Regions from separate parts of the Lactuca sativa genome. Here region 2 is linked to region 1. A link is a contact called in public Hi-C data. All regions are on one chromosome and are shown on one strand. Each heading gives the region's core, a stretch centred on a gene start, on an enhancer-like site or on the middle of the called end of the contact. The rest is flanking DNA. Distances are from core to core; before and after follow the strand shown.

Evidence for each region. A called contact is a pair of places that touch in the nucleus more often than the background predicts.
Region 2: a contact with region 1 is called in a Hi-C map of bud, with 8 times the contacts expected there. The contact joins the promoter of LOC111883643 here to the promoter of LOC111883621 in region 1. A contact is called at or near these places in 2 of 4 Hi-C or Micro-C datasets (bud and leaf).

Annotation. Positions count from the first base shown.
Region 1 is chr4:65,241,914-65,246,102 of Lsat_Salinas_v11, reverse strand. It overlaps LOC111883621 (transcription factor bHLH10), which reads left to right and starts at 2,371. Exons shown (of 4, transcript XM_023879945.3): 1 at 2,371-3,300; 2 at 3,376-3,834; 3 at 3,976-4,083. The coding sequence starts at 2,596. The coding sequence ends at 4,077.
Region 2 is chr4:65,370,003-65,374,191 of Lsat_Salinas_v11, reverse strand. It overlaps LOC111883643, which reads right to left and starts at 1,807. Exons shown (of 4, transcript XM_023879964.3): 1 at 1,571-1,807; 2 at 859-985; 3 at 624-696; 4 at 34-496. The coding sequence starts at 1,598. The coding sequence ends at 236.

The DNA.
Region 1 (4,189 bases), core at 1,122-3,621:
CACAAAAAAACCAATTTGATACTCGTGAACAAGCTCAAAACTTATAAACTCATTCAAAACAAAACCCAAAAACACGAAGGCAAAATACAAAAACCGTGAACAAATTCAAAATTTTCGATTTAGATTGTGAATTTTCAAACTAGAGATCGTTTTGAATGTTCTTGAAAAAATAAAAAGAGTTCGAAATTGTTATTCGACAAGAACAAATAATTTGAACCTCTTGGTCATTTGCCAAAGAGGAAGACAAAATTTGTTATTACCATATAACACTTATAAAATTTTGATCATCGGATGAATATCCTAAGACCTAAATATAACTAATATGGGAAAAAGAATCCATGATATCCATATGAAACTAGAGCTACCATCAATAGACCAAAATTAAACGAATGTAAAAGCCCAAAAAAACTAATAATTGGCATTAGAGACACACATGCCTATGAACGTGACAGATATTTGCAAAGAAATATCTTAAATATTTGTTTAAATATTTTTTTGGATTGCCAATTTTTTTAGAGTCTTGATTATGTACTATTTGTACGATATATACAAAATGGTACATATTCATATTCTCCATTTCAAATGACGGTACAATAACTAACAAGACACAAAAAAGTACTAGAATTTTTTTATATATATGACAAAACTCATAAATAGCTCATAAAATATCTTAAAATAAACATGATTTGTAAATCCATCATAGTTTAATATAATCCAATATAACAACCAGATTAAATCTTTGTTTCTAATATTTTTGTAAAGAAACATCTTCGTCTTTCCAAAAAGGAAATACTTGTCCTACTTATATACGAAAAAAAAGTTAATTGTATATATTCATGATAAGAAGATCTAAACCGTCGATTGTACTATGCAAAGAAAATACCATAAAGTGTAATGAAAAGAAAGGGTAAAGAAAATGAAACAAAGTACAAAATCAAATCAAATAATTCTGGTGGGTCCAACCCAGAATCTCCCACCAACGAACTGGAAGTTGTTAAAATTTATTTCTTTTTCTTTCCATTTCTTGACCCTTACATATAAATATGGATTATATTAAGAATTATTAAATTTTTAAAAAAAAATAATAGTAGTCATAAAACACGTGCATTATTTTACGGTTATTTACTACAAGAATTATGGTTAGTTTGTCTATAAATTAGACTAGATGATGGCTATAATTTTTTTGAAAAATTAAATATCTTTTTACATTTTATTTTTATTTATCTTCTTTTATATATATATATATATATATATATATATATATATATATATATATATATATATATATATATATATATAAAAAAGAAGATAACAAATATAAGATGAATGTCATATTTTAATAAAATTAATTATGTTTTATGATGATTATCATCATTTTTTTTCAAAAGGAAACTTAACTATATATATATATATATATATATATATATATATATATATATATATATATATATATATATATATATATATATATATATATATAAAATAGAAGTATTATTTACCTATAAGAATTTTGATATATTTGGATCACTTTTTAACAATTTAATCCGTCATCTAAACTCCAACCAGGGCAATGGTGCTTTAAACTGTTTTGTTATTGACCAAATATTGATGATTTAAAAGTGATTAAATGTTACACGTGTCACTATTTAATTGAGTAGGAGGATTTGTAGGAACAAAAAGTAAGAGGATATTTAATTTCTTTTATATAAATATATGATTAAAAATTATATTATTAGATTTTTTTAGAATGACTAATACATACACCCAGTATCTTACTCCTAAAATAACATAAAAGGTTAATGTTATATATAAATAATTTTTTTTTGCATAAACCATAATTATTTAAAAATATATATTATAAGAATATATGCAATCGAAACTTTTGTGTTCACAAAATATATTATTATAATGGTAATTTGCATTAAAATTAGTATTTTTGTGAACCATTTGTTCAACAAATAAAAGTTATAACTTTCAACTAAATTAACTAAATTATTTTGGCCAAACATACTCAAAATGTTTTTAGTTAATTAGCAAGAGCATAATCTAATTTGTATATCTGTTCCTTAACCATTAGGTTAAGATATTGATGGGGATTGATATTTCTTCATAGCCACTACTCAACAAAAAGAAATGATAGCTGATGAAAATATTTGTAAGTTTCCAAAAAGTTTACTGAGTTTTGTTAAAAGGATTTTCAAAAAGATACAATGTATTTGATTTTTTTATTATAATATATGTCAAACAAATATGTGAAAGTTGATAATTTGTATTTTAACATGAAATTGGAGTCATTTTGTGGCAAATTTTACTAATATAAATACGTTTATATCTTCACTTCCAGTCCCCTACTCTCAACCTACCTTCCTCCCTCTCTAAATAGCAATTCCTTTTTGGTTACTTGGTGATATCTGCTTCTGTGTCTCCTCAAATTCTCATTCTATCGCCAGATTGTGAATTCATCTTCGTGTTGTTACGATCAATACTTCACGTTTTCAATCTTTTCGAATACACAAAGCTTAGAAGTTTTCCAAATTCCCTCTCTCTCTCTCTCTCTCTCTCTCTCTCTCTCTCTCTCTAGAACTTGCAGAGAAAATGCTGGAGAATTCAGATATGTTTGAAGCAAGTGGTTGCTTCGATCCAAATTCTGTAGCTCACCATCAACAAGTGCTTATTGATCACCAAGGTGACAGTTTCCCACAACCCCATGTCTCCAACTTCCACCAAATTTCCAATTTCTCCGCCATTGAAGCACCTGCAGATCAGCTTCATCACCAACATCTCATGAACATGGACATGGATCACCAAAACCACCAACAAATCAACTGGGCTCATAATCCTCATGATCAGGTTCTTATCGGGAACGATAACAATTGTTTGCCTACACCCACACCACCAGATCTCCTTAATCTCTTCCAGTTACCCAGATGCTCTTCATCAATATGCTTTTCCAACCCGACCCATATCGATCAAACCTCGGGTCAAGTCATGTTCGATCCGCTATTGCCTCACAATCTCCCTCCACAGCCTCCATTCTTCAGAGAGTTGCTGAATTCTCTCCCAAACGGATTCAATTTGACTGGTTGTGGCTCCATTTTTGGCGAGATGGATATGGACAGAGGAGAACAGAATCAACTGTATCATGACGGAGATGCGGTTTTGGAGTTCGGTGGGGGAATAATTAATGGAAAAGGGAGAGAAAACAAAGATACAAAACATTTTGCGACTGAGAAACATAGAAGGCAACAATTGAATGGCAAGTTTGAGGCCTTGAAGGGATTAGTCCCAAATCCCACAAAGGTATGAGAATTTTGAGTCTCAGATGAATTTGATAACATTTACAAATTTTAATTCTGTTTTCTTGTTGAAGAAAAGGCTGATCGAGCATCGGTGGTCGGAGATGCCATTGAATACATCAACGAACTCAAGAGAACTGTGGAAGAACTGAAGATTTTGGTGGAGAGGAAGAGATGCAACAGAGGTAGGATGAAAAAGCACAAAACAGAAGACGATTCGACTTTAGATGTAGAGAGTATTTACACAAAGAGCAATGGAGGTGGCAGCGCCGGTGCCGGAGATCATGCTCATGATCAACAAACCTACAACGGCAATTCAACTTCTACAATGAGGAGCTCATGGCTACAGAGAAAATCCAAAAACACAGAGATCGATGTTCGAATCATTGATGATGAAGTTACAATCAAATTGGTGCAACAAAAGAGGATCAACTGTTTGTTTCTTGTTTCAAAAGTTCTTCATGAACTTCAACTGGATCTTCATCATGTCGCTGGTGGACTCATTGGTGATTTCTACAGCTATCTGTTCAATACCAAGGTACAACTTCTTTAAGCCATCTTATGCAATGTTGAGTTGTACATTACAACCCATTTGTTCAATTTTTCTGGGTATTTCTCCAAATAACAAATTATTTGGTGGATTCATGGAAAGTTTCTTGATTTTGAATGACATGTGCAGATTTGTGAAGGGTCCTCTGTTTATGCAAGTGCTATAGCCAATAAGCTAATTGAGGTGGTGGACAAACAATATGCAACTATCCCAGTCACTTCTAGCTACTAACACAAGGTACAACTATTTTTGCAGAAAGTACAATCTACCCAACAGAAAAAAGCCAATTCCTTAAAGACACTTTTCCATTGTGTTGCTACATTTGGGCATACAAGTTTATCTA
Region 2 (4,189 bases), core at 558-3,057, 130 kb before region 1:
TTCATATTTTTCGTAATCTATACAACAAAATGATTTAGATGAAATATACGATCACGTTTCATTCCATTATTTCCAAAACTATAAATATGCAATAACATTCCACATGTATATTGAATACATATATCTTACAAAATCACAAAACCCATCATCCAACTTTAGGATTATTGATAATACTTTATATACATAACCTTATCACCACCCAAATCAACAGCATACATGAATTTTCAATACTAATTTACTCATTAGCTTTTTGGATCATCATAACTCCCAAAGTGATAAGACTTGCGTATATTGAAGTGGGTAGCTTTTGAACCACCTTTCCAATGCCTGGAACACCTTCGGTTGACCTCTTTGTGGCTATAGCAACGGTTGGTGCTATTGCTAGAGTGATGAGGAGTCCTTGAGTCACATACACAAATGTATCCGCTGTTAGCCTTTTCACAAACTCCTCAAATTCTTCTCGGTTGAGTCCCCCATCAAGATCCATATCACATTCCTAACTCAAATAAACAAACAAAAAAAAAAAATTAAAGAAAATACCATCGCTATGGGACCCACAAAATAAAATTTGTATGCTAATACTTGTACTAATACAATTTGTTTTAATGGAATTTAGAAAACACCTGCATCAAGGTTTTGATTTCGTCCTTCTTTGGGGGATCAAAATGAGGCCCTGGCAAATTCTTGTTGAGATCGCTACAATCGAATAGAATCAATTGCATAAGTTGAAGATCAAGATTTTTAAGGAAAAATACAACATTTTGTATATACAGTAAGTAAGGGCATTTACGTCTTTTGCAAAAACAATTACAACTTGTTATGTTGTGTCATGTAATGAATGGGGCTAAATGATCTTACTTGAACACAAGTAACACGGCGATATATAAGTCTTCAAATGACATAGTTGCCCTTCCGTCATCATTCTTGAAACGATCAAAAACTTTGTCACTTATCTTTCGTATTTGCTTTTCTCTCCATTGCTTGCCTATACAAAGTGTCAAAATTAAAACCATTGGCATTTAAGGACAAACATCTTTAACCTTTTTTACATTTAAGCATTTATTTGAACAATAATGGAAATAGTAGAAACTTATACCCCATCAGTCGTGTGAAAATTGCAAGAAATTGAAAAGCATGGAACGATTTATACAATTTGTTAGGATCATACGGAATCAATTTAATCTTTAAATTCAACAAACCCCAAATCCATAAAGAAAAGCAGGAACTGGAATTGGGAACAGTCAAGGAAAGGGGTTCGAATTTAAATTTATACCCATTTATTATACCATAAAACATGCATAAATTGATCAATTTTTAAATCAAACAAAACCAAAATCCACCCCGATTGATTACAACAGAACCACAGGAGAGCAAAAGCAGGATCCGGGATTAATCGAAGAAAGTGATTCAATTTACATGAAAAAGGTGTAGATATTTATCAGCAAAAATATCATAAAATCAATCAATCTTCAAACTAAACAAAACCCTAATCGAAATTGATGGAAATTAGCAGCAACAGACGCGAAATTTGAAGGTGAAAAGCAAGAAACAGGTATATGAAGAAAATCACCTTGAAGTTTTTCCAGGATTTGTCCCATGTTGCTGTAAACGAAGAGATATTAAGAAAAAGAAGGAAAAAGGAGACTATATTCGTGTTGATTAGTTGGGGAAATGTAGACGTCTACGTAAGATCCGGATCAAATATAATTTGTATTTATGGAGGCGGGTCAACTTCGCTTGGGGATCAAAGACGATTCTTTGTGACCGTATATCAGCCTCGATAGAAGATAGCTTCCACTTGGACCGCTAGTTATGCTTTGAGGTTTGAGGCTTTGAGAATTGCGATAGAGGAAGTTAAGATTTTATTTATTTATCAATCGTTGTATTTTTAAATATATTTCTTAAAACATGATAATGTTAATTATTTTAAGTCATACAATTTCATTCATATGATTCAATATGTAACATCAAAACATTAAAATAAACTTGTTAGAAATCCAACTTATTCAGATTGGTTGATGATAATGACGGATTCGAAATCAGTTGAATCCACTAATTATATTAACAGATTACAATTACAATTAAACCATGAAAAACAGATAAACTTATAAAAAGACAATCATCCAATAAAAACAAAACTTAATCAACAAAATCAAATCGATTTTATATATAAAAAAAGATCAATTTTGTAAAATAAATGATACTTTTGACGATAATAAGGACAGAGTCTAATATAGTCACACAATAGAATAAATCAAAATTATTTAAATTAATATTATTGAATGTTTACAATATATTTTGTAAACAAACAACTATTTGATCTTATTTAAACCAATAAAGCATCCTAAGTATGTTCAAAATTTCAAATGGTTAAATCAATAAAATTATAGATATTTATGTGTAAAAAGATTTTAATTATATATCTGTTAATAAACACTTACAAGTAATTTTATGCTTATTAATGCCAAAATTGGGAGATCTAATGTTTGAATGCGTATAGCCGACTCATTTTGATTACTCGATCAAATCAAAATCCAAGTCGATCAATAGTACACAAAGATACATGCATACTCCACTGAATCTACTAAATCGAACCAAATGAGAATATCTATAATTTTAAAATAATAAATTTATACCAAACCATGTAAGATCATCTTAACAAAGAAATACATTTGTGCAAACAACAATCATGTTTTCCCAAAGGACCTAACCCACAAAGAATATCTTTTATACAAATAATATTTTAGAGGTCAAAGTGCAAGAAATTTATGTTTAATCATATAAATGGGCCATGAAGTCATTTTCCCACACTTACAGGGTCTGGAATGAAAGTTATGATGTATTTAAGTAACCCCTAACCCTAAATCCGGGATTAAACCCTAACTGGCAACATCCACACTACTTTGAAGTGAGTTCTTGAGTACATTTCCTTTCTTGAGGTGGTGGTGAAAATCTAAGAAGTTGTGGTGGTGATTTTGGTGCTTTCAAGTAGAGATACTTCTTTGTTGGGTTCAAGACTTCTTCCTTGTTTCTTCTCCTTGAAATTCATCATATTTTCAGAGGTATAAATGACTTTCTTACCATCCATCTCTACTTTTCAAGTCCTTGTCTTAATTCTTAAAGTATTTGGTGATGTTTGTCGAAGTTAGAAATCTGGACAGAATTTTTGATCTGTTTTGTAAGGGCTGTAGAGCTCGATCTGGTCTGAATTAGATGATGCCCCATACATATGAAATTGTATGAAATCGAGTCTAGTTTCCAGAAAGCATGATAACACCCCGTTTGGAGTTGTAGATTATGTTTTACACCCAAAACACTGAACATGGGTTGGGATGTGAAACATCAAAATATGAAACTTAGACTTTGTTTTCTGTTTTGATTTCTTGTTTCTAATCGAGATTTTGTGCAACCTTTTAGGGTTCTTAGTGATCTCTTGTAGAGCGTCTTCCTCAATTCATTGCTTCCCATAAATTGGATTTGAGGCGAGTCATTTCTTGTGTGGTTTTAGCACTAGTTTGGAAGGATAGCATACACCTATGTTGTGTTCTTGTCTTTTGATGTTGTGTGAAGTTTGAAATTGATTGTCTAAAGTAGAATGAAACATGTACATATAAGATTATTGAGGACACAACTGAACTAGGTAATTGATGTATGCTAGAACCTTGAACTAATCAATTGATGCAACATGTGAGTGTTAGGTCCATGCTAGAAGTGAGGACTTTTATATGGTTGTATTGTGATGTCATGCATGCTATATTTTCTATTTTTTCACTCTTAAATGAAACTAGGAAATGCATGCTAGATGTTGGGTTATTAAAAGGTGTATCTAATTATATCCCATGATATATTTTTATATATACCTTGTGTTTGATATGCCTTGGATTGTGTGTTGGATAGATGTAGTATGGCATGGATTAATATTATTAATTCACTTGCATGATTACATAATTATATTGGTGAGTTGTGTGTTTTTCTCATATGAGAGAAAGTTAATTAATTACCTAATTAATTAAATTAAAGGGTAAATACACGTAGTGGGATTAAAGGGTAGAAACCTCACTTAGGTACGTGCCCTGATGAGTTTTCGTGGTGGAAGATTATCTATCGAGGAAAAGAGCCTAAGCCAAGTCGACATCGAATGGTTTTCTAGATGACTATATCGAGACATGGTATTGGTACAATCGTGTAC